2 separate regions of the Mus musculus genome follow, and region 2 is linked to region 1. Evidence: chromatin contacts called from public HiChIP or PLAC-seq data. All regions are on one chromosome and are shown on one strand. Each heading gives the region's core, a stretch centred on a gene start, on an enhancer-like site or on the middle of the called end of the contact. The rest is flanking DNA. Distances are from core to core; before and after follow the strand shown. Region 1 has its middle 66 kb from the start of Bach2. Region 2 overlaps Bach2 (BTB and CNC homology, basic leucine zipper transcription factor 2).

Region 1 (7,396 bases), core at 2,246-4,745:
TCTTAATTGTGGTCACTTGCTTTTGCTCTAGTGGTTATATAATTGCTTACAACCATTGCCATGGTTATATCATTTTTAATTTGTCTTATCTTTAGGCATTGCTCATCACTCCGCTGCACAGTTTGTGGCTGTCTGGGGTTAGACATACATTGGCTCACCGTTTCTGCCTTATTGCAGTTCGTTGCTCTTGGCTGTGCATCCTGTAGAAGTTTCTTGGATAACAATGCTTTTTGATTTAGATTTCCTTAATTTATCTTTGTTTGCTCCCAAATACATTTCTATTTGCTTTTGGTTATGAAAGTTAGCTTTGCCAGCCATACAGGCAGAAAGTATAATTTGCTCCCAGTTTTTAAAAGACATTTCCCCAGGATTTCTCATCTTCCAGGAAATCAGCCATTAGCCCATCATCCATCACTGGTAGCTAGCTACTCTGCCTTTTTCCCTGGCTAGTGACATCTTAAGTAGTAGTCAGCTATGTAGTCTGGTGAGGACCTCTTTTATTTAGTATCCACTTGGCTTCCCAGATTTAGAGAGTCTGGAAACTTAGAGGAGAGATCACCTCTCATGCTGGCTCTCTGTCTCCAGCCTCCCTCTCTCTCTCTCATGGTGTGTCTCTTCTCTGTTTGCTTGCAGGTTTGTGTATACTTTCTATACCACCAGCTCTACTTCAACTGCATCTGATTTGGTATCAAACTCACTCATTGAGCCTCTTATTAATTGCTATTTTTTCCTTGATTTATTTTGCTTTTTAAAAATATGACTAATCATAATTTGGTGGTTTTTAAAAAAATTTTTTTGAAGTCTTTTCTTTCTCTGAACCTGTGTGTTTTTCACTCTGCACTGAGTCTGTCTGATGCCTGCAGCCTCTGAGAAGCCGAGTCTACAGTTTGCTCTGCCTCATTCTAATTCAGGGTAGGCCTAGATTCTTGTATGGTGTGTGAATTCTGCTTTGCTTTGTTTTGTTGTTTTTTTTTTTAATTGTGAACTGAATTTCTGGGATCTCTGTGAATGAAAACACTTTGAAACTTGGATAAAATTCATTATTCTGAAGATGTATTCCATTTGCTTCTTCCAGATGCTCCTCAGCTTCCTATTGTTATATACATATAGATAGATAGATAGATAGATAGATAGATAGATAGATAGATAGATAGATATAGATATAGATACATATAGTTATATATACATACATATAGTTATATATATATATTTATACATAGTTATATATATAATTTTTTATTTCAAGTAGAGTGAGTATGAGCTGGAATTTTCTAAGGGTAATTTCCCCCTCCCCTCCCCCTTCCATTGCTTGCCTTTGCTTATGGTCCAGGGGAAATTTTTTCTTACCCACTGTAGATTCCTCTTCAGAGTTATTGGCTTTGGCGCTTGTATCCTGCGTGTAGACATTAAGCATTCTTTGAAAGCACAACCTCCTTGTTGATTATCTAACACACCCCCAATAGCCATTAGCTCCTGCCTCCTGCTTCAGGGTTAACTGAACCCTGTGTTCTAGCTTTCTTGTCCCTTCTGACAGTTGTTATTATCTTAGAGTTGAACCATCCCTTGCCTCCAGCTCACGCTGGTGTCTTTCAGGGCCCTTTGTGCGTATACCACATCCTGACAGTAGAAGTCCTCCTGATTTCAGAGCTGAACTATCCAAATGGGAAATGATAATGGCTGACTTAGATCTTTTTCATGGTTATTTTTTAGTTCCGTGACATTGCCTTAATGGCACAGGAGACTGATTCTCACTTAAGGACAGCTAGCACATCCTTGACTAGAAATCAAAACTCTGAGATGCTTCAGTATGGCCACTAAGAAATTTTCGAGTTTTAGAGAATTTTGGGTCTGGGATTTCTACAATTAGGGATGGTTAAATGTCCAAGATCACACAGATGTCCCCAAGTCTGAAAAGTTCTAAAATATGATACAGTATTGGTTTCTGGCATTTAAAGTGGTTTTCATAACTATTAATATTTACTTTTAGAGGACTTTGTGTTCGTTTTTGATCCACTGAAGCAGTGTTATAAAAAAATCTATAAGGGCTGGAGAGCTGGCCCAGGAGTTAGGAACACTTGTCCTTGCAGAGGACCAGAACCTGATTCCCAGCACCTGCATGGCAACTCACAAGTATTTATAACTCTAACCCCAGGGGGATCCAATGCCTTCTTCCGACCGCCAGTCATACAGACGTACATCCAGGCAAAACACCCAAATACAAAAGTTAAAAGAAAAGTAGCATATAACTAAAATCGTTAAGAATAAAGCTCCCACCCATTCACTTGCTTTTCAAGAAATGCTGATGGAGTTCTTTATCTTTAGGTTTTGGGGAACAGATAAATCATGAATTACAGATGCCTACCCTTGTTGAGCTTAATCCTAGTTAAGGAGATAGACAGATAACAAGATAAAAATTCTGGCAAGTGTGATGAATGTAACTGGGAGCAGTCGAACACTCACAGGAAGATGGGAGTTATTTTTTTCATATTTTAAAGAACAGCTCTAAGACTGATTGGAGCTCTGCTTATATTAAGATGCATCCAAACTGTTAAGTAAACATTGTATCACTACACCGTAATTAATTCTAACTTAAAGTAGAGATTAATATGTCCATTTGTAGAAGTTAATAGATTGAAACAGTGAGTGTTTTTATAGATCTCTGGGCATCTCTACTGAAAACACAATAAGACACTGAGAAGATGGCTCAGAGGGTAAAATGTTTGCCACACAAGCATGAAGACCTAGAACTCATGGAAAAGTGGTGGGTATGTGTCTAATCTACCCCCGAGGGTGCAGACACAGGCAGGTCCTTGAAGTTCATTCACAGGCCACTCTACCCAAATTGATAACGCTTCAGGTTCAGTGAGAGACCCTGTCTCAGAAATAAGGTGTAAAGAGATTGAGAAAAGATACCCGATATTGACTTTAGGTACATACACTACACCCCCCACACCCCACAAACACACACACACACACACACACACACACACACACACACACACCAATTAAATAAAGTATCAATTTCAGTAAAACACCAACTTTATGGTAACAAAATTAAAGATTCCTTGAGTTTAAAAAGCTAGCATTAAATAGGAAAATACTCATTTCTACCCCTCAACCTCCACAAACCCAGAGACAAACAAAATATTCACCAACCACTAAATACCCTAAGGGCCTAATTGTCTGTTATACTCAACTCACTGTATTGGTTCTGAAAGTCCCAACTGGTGAAGATATAATAGGCTATTCATTCCTTTAGTACAAAAACTGACAAACAGGTCAGAAGGAAGCAGCAGAGAACAAAGGGAGCAGCGAGTCCTGGGGTGACAAGCAGCAGGCACCGTTTCTAAAGGACCACCGTTAACCTGGCGACCACAGCTCTGCAGACCAATAGCGAAGGGCCATTTATAGCTCAGTTCCCACGAGGGCACAACTGTGCTCTGTACAGCACGTCGGAGGGGGACAGAGAGTTTATTGTTGAACAATGGTAGTGGCTCCCCGCAGGAAGTAGGGTGAATGTCTGGGTTAGCGGCACTGGTGACTTCATTGATCTGACCTGGGTAAGGATCAGACAGGACTCTGAACAGGAAGAGTTGTGGGTGGTTTATTCATGAGAACTGTGCTTTTTATGGGTTTTGCTTTTTTAGTAGTGAAAGCATTACCCAAGATGTTTCCTTGCTTACTGTCTATCCTGAGATTTTTGTTTCAGGGAGCGAACTTGATGGGGAACAAAATATCCACCTTCCTGTAAGGACAAAGGGTTTCTGGGAAGCTGCCAGTCACTGTCTCGGGTTTGAATTGTAAAAACCAACAGACGCTTCTTCGGAAAGGATTCTGTAAACCTTTTCTGTTGTTGTTTTTTAAGTTAACCAATAGTCTGCGAGAAAGCAACTGTTAACTCGTTTTGTTATTTATCTGTGTTTCCCAACCCGTGTGCCGAGGGGCTCTGGGACAGCGTGTTAAGTCCGAGGGCAGCTCCAGAGTTGGCGGCATACATTGTCCATCGTGGGGGACACGCCTGTAGAGCCCTGTGCCAGTATTAGCCGGAAGCAGGTCCTACTACATCAGCATTCAACTGCACCACGTTCTCTTGATGACCTCATCTCAATGCTAAAGTGAGAACAGGAAGGGAGGGTGGTGGGGTCTATGCTGACGCCACAGCCTGATGTTCTGCAATACTAAGAGATACAGAGATGATCTCGTAATACGTTTTTACAAGGTTATTTAAGAAGGAAATAAAAGTAGTGCTTTTTACTGTATAAGTGTTTGTCCAACAGTGACTAAGTCATTAGTCCATAAATAGTTATATTGTCTGGGGTCAAATGACCTAACAAACAAATAGCACCATTGAGCACTTGTATTATAACACAGGCACTGTTAAGTACTTACTGGTACTCTAAGAGATTTACACGTTATTTGGGAACCTGTAATGTGTGTTCCATCCCATGGACACCCACACACAGTTTTGAATTTATTATTTGCCGTTTGCTTCACATATTATGGAAGTCGTATAGAATATTATTTAAATTTTGTAATAAACAATTTGCTTTTACTTGACCTTCCATATTTTTAAGCCAGCCCTCTAAGGACTTGCCGCTCTTCCCCTTTCGTCGGAGGTCTGGTCAGACTCCTCGCACAGCCTGCTTGTTTAGATAGCCAGTATCCGGCAGTTCCATGGGCTACACCCCTGGAAAACGATTCCCAGGATCAAAGAACAGGGACTTTCTAATGCCTGTATTATCCAGATGGAGGGTGTGCATGCCAAGCTGCCCCTTACAAGACATTATATTGATTCCTTTCCCTTGAGAGTGTTTGAGATTACCTCAGCCAAACCAAGGACTGCATTGGGGAATTCAGTCATTGGTGCTCAGGGTTGTGAACCAGCCAAAGATGTCCCTCCTTCCCAACCACGGAGTAAGTGCAAGGCCAGTGAGAAAGCTGGCTGAGTCTGTGCTGGCCAGAAGTGCGCAGAGCCTCCAGTTCAGGAACTGCAGCAGGAGCTAGCGGTTGCTCAGAGCAGCATTTGAGAGTGGCCACACAGGAAAGAGGAAAGCCGTTGCTAGGAAACTTCTCCTTTTGGCTCATTCCAGGCTTATCTAAACAGGACCCTCCTCCACAGGTTGCACTGGAGAACAAGGATGTAGCTCAGTGGTACAGTGCTGTCTGAGCATGACAAAGCTCATCATTTGATCCCATTACCAAACAAACTCAGTGTGAGTGGAACATGCCTGTAATGAGAGGCAGAGAGCCAAGGTCTGGGTCCAGGGAGGTAGCTTAATTACATGTTGCTAGCTGTCCATGTAAGCCTAAGAGCTGAGTTCAAGTCTCCAAGATCCTTAAAAGCTAAGCATGGTAACATGAGCCTATAAGCCCTGTGTCAGGGTCAGAGAAAGGGAGAGATCCCTGGGGCCTGCTGCCCAGTCAGTCTGGCTAACTCAGTGAGCAACCCTGTCTCTAAAAAGAAAATTAAAGAGGGCAAGCAGTGAAGACAGCACATGACACTGTTAAACTCTGGCCATCACACACGCACACACACACACACGCACACACACAGAGAGATGCACCTCATGTGCATGAACACAGAGAGAGCACACACTGATACACACAGAGACATATACAAACAGAGAGATTAGACAAACACAGACACATACATACACACACATATGCACAGAGAGACACACACATACACACAGATGCACCTCATGTGCATGCACACAGAGAGAGCACACACTGAGACACAGACAAACATATACATACAGATAGACAAACACAGACACACACACATATGTACAGAGAGACACACACAAACACACACACAGATGCACCTCATGTGCATGCACACAGAGAGAGCACACACTGAGACACAGACAGACATATACATACAGATAGACAAACACAGACACACACATAAGTACAGAGAGACAGACACACACAAAGACAGAAAGGGGCTTATCCAAGGTCATTTTTATGGCCAACCTTGACTTCCTGACACCTTACCTCACCACACACACACACCTATGCACCACATGAATGCACATGGAGACATACATACAGAGATATAGACACACACACGTACAGAAAGAAACAGACAGATACACACAAAGACAGAGTTATCAATGGTCATTTTCAAGGCCAACCTCGGCTACCTGAGACCCTGCCCCATCACACACACACACACACACACACACACACACACACACACACTTCACCCTGTACTGCAATTCCATTCTACCTCCGTAAGATGAGACAAATGACCCAAGACAGGAGTTGACGTTGGGGATGCTTTTGGAAGGACAAACTTCAGGATAAAGATCAAGCAAGATCTTTTCCTCTGCAGTCCCCAGCATCTGTGTTTCCATCTCTGACCAAATATGCATCTCTTTAAATATTTAATTGACTCCTAAGCTGATATTTTCAGTTCTGTCTCAAGAAGGAAATGTGTTATGTGTTTTAGGCTTAGAACATGGAAGCTATGTGTATATCTTGGAAATGTTTCCGTTTTAAGAAAGCTCTGAAGCCCCTTTTCAGCCCTTTAGGAGATGAGCCATCTTGTACAGCTTCATCTCTTTTCAGCCCTTTAGGAGATGAGCCATCTTGTACAGCCTTGTACAGCTTCATCTCTGGAACGTCCTGAGCACATAAGCGTTTGTGGGCGTGGGCATTTCACAGGATGCTATATGCACTGCCCCCCCCCTTTTTTTAAGAAGATGAATATCCACCTTTTCTCAGTTTATGCACAGAGCTGACAAGATGTCTCAGTGGGCAAGGCACTTGGCGGGAGGGTGTAAAGCTGGATGCGGCGCCCCAGCTGCATGCAGACCCAACAGTCATGGCAACTCAGCTCTAATCCTAGAGACAGGGATCCCTGGAGTGACCAGGCTTGCTTGGGTAGCCCAGTCCTCAAGCTCCAAGTTCAAGTGAGAGGCCCTGCTTCATTATTAGGGATGCAGATTAATAGACAGGACAGTTAATATCAGCTTCTGGATTCAGCATGTGTGTGCTTGCATGCATCCAAGCTCGCCTGCACATGCACCCATGCATGCAAATGTGCACACACGGACAACAAAAAGACATTTAACATTTTATAAGTTTTCCTTTTAAAATTGTGCTCCAAAATCTCTAAAACCAAATGCCCACCCAGTTGATCATGAAAAGATGAGTGGACTCCTTCAGAGGCCCAGTTGACTCTAAATTGAAATTAAAGCTAGTGGATAGGCTTCAAAGCAGGCTGACTACAGGAATTCGGGTATACACTTCACTTCCTCACCCTTACCTGGTTCTCTCTACGCAGACCCACCCACTGGTCCCACCCTTCTCAGAAGGGAAACAGAGGGCTGCTGTGGTCTGTCCATCTGTCCATCCACGATCTGCCACAGAAAAGGCCTCAGCTCTTTGT
Region 2 (7,396 bases), core at 2,825-5,324, 80 kb after region 1:
TTCTTTTTTTCATAGCCTGCTAATGCTGCCTGTCAGGTGATTTTACTTTGTAATGACATGGACATGGTGTGCAGCCCTTCCTTTGTAGATTAGCACCGAGCATATTAGGCTATTTTTATCCGCACACTATGCTTTTCATTTAAACCCGAGTATTTCAGTTCTAACATCTGTGCGTGTTAGGTGTAGTACCTGCTGGTGTACATTAGGCGAGCGGCTGCGCTAATGCTGTAATCAAGCGAGCTTTTAAATATTTCAGGTAGGAACTAGCAAAATCTCAGGAGCAATTAGCTTCCATTGTAGTTTCGCTCCCTAGCGAAAACATTGCCTACGCAGTGCTGATCCATCATCAGGGTGACCAACGCTAACAGGCAGAAGACAGTCAGCACTGCGTTCATTAGTTTTTGTTAATTATTTTCTGTTTCATGTATATGTGCCCTTCTCTGTCTTTTTCCTCCCAACAAGGTTTTCTATTACAAGTTAAATATTATTTTATAATGTAAGGGCATAGCTATAAGCAGCACATAGCTCGTGGTCACCCTTTCGAAGCCTTGGGGTTGGACAGTGAGAGTTCAGACTAGACGTTGCTTCAGCCTCCTCTGTGACCTTCTGGGATGCGGTTCTCATTCATCAAATTAAGAGAGAAATTGTGACAGTACCTTGACTTTGCCTCACCTGGGGCGCGATGAAAGTGATGAATGGGAGCAATAAACACAGAAGTTACAGCACAGCCCAGAAGCAGCGAGGGTTCACTGTGAGCAGGGAACGGATTTTAACTGCAGAGTCCCTTTTCATGTTGATTCTGCCATCCTAGGTACCAAGGCTGATTGTAGCATACATATTAAGGTCAGCAGATTTTCTGGGTTTCAGTGTTAGGACCTGGCAGTCTGTAGTGAAGACAGACATTCCTCAGGTTAAGGACCAAGATGGTTTGCCTTTTCTTACAGCCATATCTCATCCCCCACATTGTATCCAGGCTGTGCTTTATATGCGTTCTCTCTCTCTCTCTCTCTCTCTCTCTCTCTCTCTCTCAAGAAAATCCTTTTCTTAAGAGATTCTTCTTAAGAAGAATCCTTTTCCTCAGAGAAAATCCTTCCAGGTGACTTTCAGAGTTCCTGGCATTACAGTGCATGCATGCACAGGCACACACGCACAGGTACACATGCGCACACTGGCACACAGTGGCACACACATGCACACACTGGCACGCACACCATTACCTTTGCCAGCCTCACTGCACTTTGCCACTGAAGCGTCTATGAGAATTATAGACTGGAGAAGGTGATAAATTAAACTCTGGCTGTGATTTCCTACCTCACCTTTGGGGGGGATGACAAAGGATCTGAAATTCATCCGGTTGATACACTCTACTTCTTCGTATGTAACAGTGGTTTTAACCTGTCCTTCATGTGCAGTTTGAGGGTAGTGGCCAGGCTGGGCCCATTATTCCTTTGGTTGAATAATATAAAGAATTTGCAATGGAGATTACACTAATGATGTATTTTAAGTGCATGTCCGCATTGGTAGTTTAGTGCTCTCAGTCATGAAATGCTTTGGAGTTTATTTCTAATGGGTAAATGCTCAGAAAAACTGAAATTTTCAATAAGATTGACATTTGGAGTAAGAAATATAAATCTAATGAGAGCATTTCAACCAAGGCTTGTAATTAGGGCTGAATAGAGTAAATTTATACATGCTCGCTGCAGAAGGGCACGGCGGAAGGTGAAATTGCATGCTCTTCTGTGAAGGAGCGAGGAAGGCCAATGTATCAGTGTCAGGCCGTGACACCAGAGTATAAATGACACTGTCACCAAGTGCTGCACTGGGTACCAAGGGAATTCCACTCGAGTAAATTACATTACTTAGACAGACCTGAAGGCACCGTGCTGGAATGAGTGCAGAAAAGGAGAAGTCTGTCAGCACAAAGCTGAGAACGTTGCCATATAGCCAACTGCAGGATGCACAGCGCTGGCTGTGTGGGACCTGGAAGGGACAATGTTCCGGTCTGTTGTTAGCTTATAGACGTGACAGATATGTACAGTTGACCTAGAGAATGGGTATAAGCTGATTTCTGTGATCTGGTCAGCATTGGGTTTCCCTTATTATTTACAGTTGGGTGGCAATAGGGGGTCAGTGTACATTTGCCATTCTTTCTTTTTCTCTGTTGTGAGAATCTAACCCCTGCCCCCTCGGTAGCACTGTTCACCTCATTTCCAGCCCCACTGTCATAAAACACATGGTCGCCATGGTCAGGTGGAATGTGTCTGTAATCCCACCTACTGGAGAGACAGAGGCAGGAGGATTGCATAAGAACTCTTTTTCTCACACTGTGTCTTTCTGAGAGTTGATCTGTCTTAGCGTTTCTGGGCAGGAACTGGGAGAAGAGATGAAACATCAGTGATGACGCCATCTCCTCTCCTCACTTACTGAAACATGCGCTGGTCTCCTTTTGTCTGGCTGGGATGCCAGTCAGTCCCTGAAGAAGCCAATCACAGGGACTCTAGAATCAGTCACTCACTCCTTGGCTAGGAAGTAAATTGTCCCAGAGAGAGTAGTCTGAAACATCAGGGTGGCTTTCTCAGCCATGTGTCACACCTTATCCTTCTTGAGACACCCCTAAACAGCCTCTTGGGGGACACGCTGCATGGAGAACATGGACTCTGCAGGTTATCTCCACACGGGTTACATGGCAGGTGTTCCGCCATCTTCCTAACACAGGGCACATTGGACATCAGAGGTGGCACTCAGGCTTGAGTTTTAGTCTTTCCAAAATAATGCTGTGTCAGAGGTGGAATTTCATCTGCGTTTTGTGCCTGTATAGACTTTATTCATTTAATCATGGGATTTAGGAAAGCCACCTTACTTGGAAAACTAGGTTTGAGGGCAGGAGAAGAGAAAATGACATATTTTCTAATTTATTTAAGTATACCCACCTTTAAATTACTTCAAGACGCTCTGGTGCAGCTCAGAGGTAGAGTGCTTACGCAGGACATGCAAGGCCCTAGGTTCCATCCCCACTAATGCATAGGTATGGGTGTCAGTCTGGGATTCTGAAGTGACATCTGCGTAAAAGCTTCACACGGTGTCCATGTGAAGCCTGAGCTCACTGAGCGCTTACTCATCAGCCGTGGGAAGTCAGCCTCGCCTGCACTGGCATGTCCCCGTTTCCATCGCATTTCACTTGTGTGCTCCACAACATCAGTAGGGGAATTGTATGTGTGTCTTGGTGTTTACTACAAAGTTACTACGTGACGTTTTTCCCCTGGCTTCTCCATGACAGCCTGCTACCCGAACTACAGCTCTGAGCTCCTGTGAGCTGAACCCTGGTGAAAGAGCTTTGACAGCATCTAAAATGTTTGGAGCCTCCCTCCATTCTGAAGAGCCTCCTTTGTTCCAACTGCCCTACCAGTGTTGTTGTTGTTGTTGTTGTTGTTGTTGTTGTTCTTCTTCTTCTTCTTCTTCTTCTTCTTCCTCCTCCTCCTCCTCCTCCTCCTCCTCTTCCTCCTCCTCCTTCTTCTTCTTGCGTCCAAATTGGAAAGGGAGCAGGGGGCTCTCCTAAGGAGGAACGGGTCTGTGGAGGATTGCGAGCACTCATTCAGAAGCTATTCTTAGTTCCCAGAACTATAACGAGGCTGGGCTTTTTGTCCTGCTGAAGCTCCATTAAGGAACGATCCCTCTACCTGCCACCTGATTCTGTTTTCCCCAAGGACGCCTGGTGTTTTCTTCCCTCATATTCTGAATGGACTGGCTTCTGAGTCAGGCGCATCTTGCAAGGCAGTGAGTCCTGTTGCCGTGATGGCTCACCTACTCCTCAGCTGTCCTCTGAAGTCTGCATTAGCAGCGCTTGCTGCAGACCTGGATTCATCGTCAGAAGTCAGCCTGTCCACGGCAGCAACTTACCCACATTGTCACGCCAGTGTTGGCAGCTGACCACTGCTGCCTTGCACTGCTGTGTTCCTGGGCTCCCACTGCTGCAGATGAGAAAAAGAATGCAAACAACAGAGTCCCCCACCAGAGCCCATAGCCATGTTCCAGAGGACAGTGAAGTCATTGTTCAGAGGTGACCTAAGGACGAAAGCATTTAAACAATAAGCCCTCTTGTGAGATGTGGTGAACTATGCACTGCAGACATTGTGAAGTCCTCTGTCTCGGGGAAGGCAGTTTCTGCACGGGTTTCAATACCTTCTTGACAGCCATTTAGGAGAGGAAAGTCACTTGTCTCACAATAGCATCCAAGCAGTTTCTGTCCTAAGGAACGCTAAAGTGTGTTCCTTTATATAAAATACACACTGTAATTTATAGAAATCACAGTGCTCCATTGAATTGCAGTCCCCTCCCCCTCCCCTCCTTACCTGAAGTAGAAACTCCATCTGTTTGGTAAAAGCCTTCTTTCTTTGAATTTTCTTTTTATATTTTGTGTGTGTGTGTGTGTGTGTGTGTGTTGTGCACACACATGCACATGTCACTGAACACGTATAGCGAGGTCAGAAGACAACTTGCAGGAGTCAGTTGTGTCCTTCTCCTGTATGTCATGGGGATTGAACTCACATTGTTAGGGCTGCTACCAGGCCCCATATTGAGCAGCTCGCCCACCCCTCTTCATTCTTTGAATAATATTTATTTCTTCCAAATGAAAAAAGGGATCCCTTCGGTTGCTTAGATTCCTAATGAGGCTCTGAGGCTTGATAATAATCCTCGGAACACCTTGTCACTGTTGAAGCATGGGAAAAGAGGAGCCCTGCTTTGAATTTAGTTTCGTTTGGATTCATTTAATTTAATATTTTTTGGTTTTGTTTTTGCATTGAGCCTTTAAGGGAGGCTTGGTATATAGACATATACCCTTGTTAGCTCACACCAGTATCTCTGGCAGAACCCTGGAATTGTTTCCGTTTTGATGTTGAATATATGACTTTCCGTGATGGTGGAGGGCGCGGTGCATATGTTGACTGGCCAGAGGTGTTCTGTCACGATATAAATGTAGGATTAAACTATTAAAATTGCCAATTTGATGTGTTTGCAGATCACTGTATACAGCACCATTGCAGAATCCTCCTAATTGAAGAAATGTTTCATCTCTATCTCTGTTGACAGGAAGGATCGCCTCCTGATAATTGCTTTGCTTAAGTGTCTGATAATATGCCAGGAGTGAGCGCATTCTGTGTTAGGTCATCTTTAATTATGCATGTACCACCTGTCAGCTCTAAATCAGGATCAGATCAGATCCTTGCAGAGTCACTTTGGGGAGGGTCGGAGAGAAGCCAAGGTGATCTCTTTGAGAAACAACAGAAATAGCAGTAAACATTTCTCATCACCTGAAAGCGCCTCGGGGGCATGGCTCATGAGGCACCAGCCACTGGCACATCTGAGAAAATCCGAAATCTCACCCAAGCAAGATAAATTACCTCGGAGACAAATTACGGAGAGCTTGGAAGTGCCCCCTCCCTCCCTCCCTCCCTCCCGCCCGCCATCTGTGGCACTTCCTTTTTATTCTTTCTCATCCTTGTAAAGGAGCCAGGGAGAAGCTCAGACACATTTTTATAAGCTACGTGAGGACAGGAAATATGATAATGATGTTAGATTTCATACATTTGGGGGATTTTTTTTTCAGTAGTTAGTTGGCTTTTTTTAGAAGGACAAATGTGGGTTGGAAGAAATGCTTGCTACCCTCTGTCAGCTTTTAGTAGTTTTAGTCTCACTTTTCAGGGCTGTTTGGGACTTTCTGGAGGGATGTTTAGGGTTCTTTACCGAAAGTTCTGTTCCCTCCACTAAGAGGTGTTTTTCTCTGTTCACCTGTCAGAGGCTTAAAGGCAGAGTGAACACACGTTCACTCTTTCATATAACAGGTGGGCTTGACTGACTGCAGAGGGGCAGGCAGAGAAGGGGCAGGCGGAGAAGGGGCAGGCGCAGGGAAATGACTGAACATGCTTTATCCCATTGTGCAGCTCTCAGAACACAAAGGGGAGGCTCCAAGCCTGACGTTCTCCAAGCTGGGGGGGTGGGGGGAACGCTCCTGAGATGGCTTTGCCTTTGACCCACTTTTGGAAAATCCTGAATTTCTCTATGTCAGATCCAGCTGAATAGAGGGACAGGACCGCCATAAAAGTGGACCTCCAGCCCCACAGAGCATTGGGTTATGACTCTGAATCCCTCTTCACCACCATCCAGTGCCTAAGGTGACGTTTACTGCAGTGGGCATGCATCCAGGTAGCACAGAGTAGGTCTGACACTCACTCTCCGGTCCAGCGTTTGTCACTTAGTGTGCAATTGCACAAGTAAAAGTTACACAGGACTGTCAGCTCCACACAGCGCAGACTTCTCTCAGAAGTGACTGCAACGTGCCCATGCCCGACAGAAGAAGATCCCAAAGTTAAGTCCAGGAGAACCGAGAGAACGAACCAACAAGTAAAAGCAGTGCCACCATATTTTCTCATCCCCGCTCGTCTTTGCCAAACCCTTTCCATCTGCCTGGGAAGATTGTGTGCTCTCTCCACCTGCCTGACTCCTATTTTGAATGTTATCTCCTCTAAGAAGCATCTTTAAATTTATTCTTTTATAATTTTATACATGTATATAGTGTTCTTTGCTCAACTGCCCTCCCTCCCCAGTTAACCCTCTCTTAATGCCTTCTCCCATCACCAAATCCCTTCTTCTCCTCAGGCCCCCCTCCTGCTTTCATGCTTTTGTGTGCGTGTAAGACGCACTGCATTTAATTAGAGGTGAACATGAGTGAGGTCATTTGCTTGCACAAGAGCAGTGTGCCAGGCTCATTCACAGAGGAATATGATTGCCATCTCTCTGTATCCTTTAGCTTATTACATCTCCTTTGAGAGTGGCGAGGCCTTATGAGCCTCTCTCGGATCCATGATGGAGAACTAACTGGTGGGCCCAGCTCTACGAGGGCAGCCACTGCTGCTTTGAGTCCATAGGTGCGATGGCCATGTCCTGTCCCCTAGACAACACCTATAGTACTCTTGGCATCTTCCAACTCTTACTTTCTTTCTGCTTCCTCTTTCTTGGCATTCTCTGGGCTTCAGAGGGATTGATACACATCTCCCACTTAGCTGAACATTCAACAATCACTCGTTCTCAGCACATTGACCAGTGATGGGTCCCTGCGTTAACTGTCACCCATGTGAATAGAAGCTTCTCTGAACAAGGCTTAGAGCAACGCTAATCTGTGGATGTAAACATAAATGTTGGGAGTTCAGTTTGAACAGCCAGGTGTGGTGACACACGCCTTTAATCCCAGCACTCGGGAGGCAGAGGCAGGCATATTTCTGAGTTCGAGGCTAGCCTGGTCTACAAAGTGAGTTCCAGGACTGCCAGGGCTATACAGAGAAATCCTGTCTCGAAAAACAAAAACAAAAACAAACAAACAAACAAACAAAACCATGCAGTT

Evidence for each region. HiChIP or PLAC-seq counts read pairs in DNA pulled down with a chosen protein or histone mark.
Region 2: an H3K27ac HiChIP or PLAC-seq map of oligodendrocyte precursor cells shows a contact between it and region 1, with 4 times the contacts expected there. The contact joins two enhancer-like sites. A contact is called at or near these places in 4 of 484 Hi-C or Micro-C datasets (B cells, CD8 T cells, Th1 cells and 1 more) and 4 of 115 datasets of contacts at active chromatin or transcription factors (CD8 T cells, embryonic stem cells and oligodendrocyte precursor cells).

The regions. Positions count from the first base shown.
Region 1 is chr4:32,347,991-32,355,386 of GRCm38.p6, forward strand. It overlaps a transcript of Bach2 not described here. Among named protein-coding and RNA genes, the nearest start is that of Bach2, 66 kb to the right of the region's middle. Within about 2 kb of position 3,496, at least 121 of the 459 cell types and tissues checked have an H3K27ac peak or open chromatin away from gene starts, as enhancers often do. A contact at or near this core is called in oligodendrocyte precursor cells, where this site is marked.
Region 2 is chr4:32,427,172-32,434,567 of GRCm38.p6, forward strand. All of the region lies in intron 1 of Bach2 (BTB and CNC homology, basic leucine zipper transcription factor 2), which reads left to right. Among named protein-coding and RNA genes, the nearest start is that of Bach2, 13 kb to the left of the region's middle. Within about 2 kb of position 4,075, at least 66 of the 459 cell types and tissues checked have an H3K27ac peak or open chromatin away from gene starts, as enhancers often do. A contact at or near this core is called in oligodendrocyte precursor cells, where this site is marked.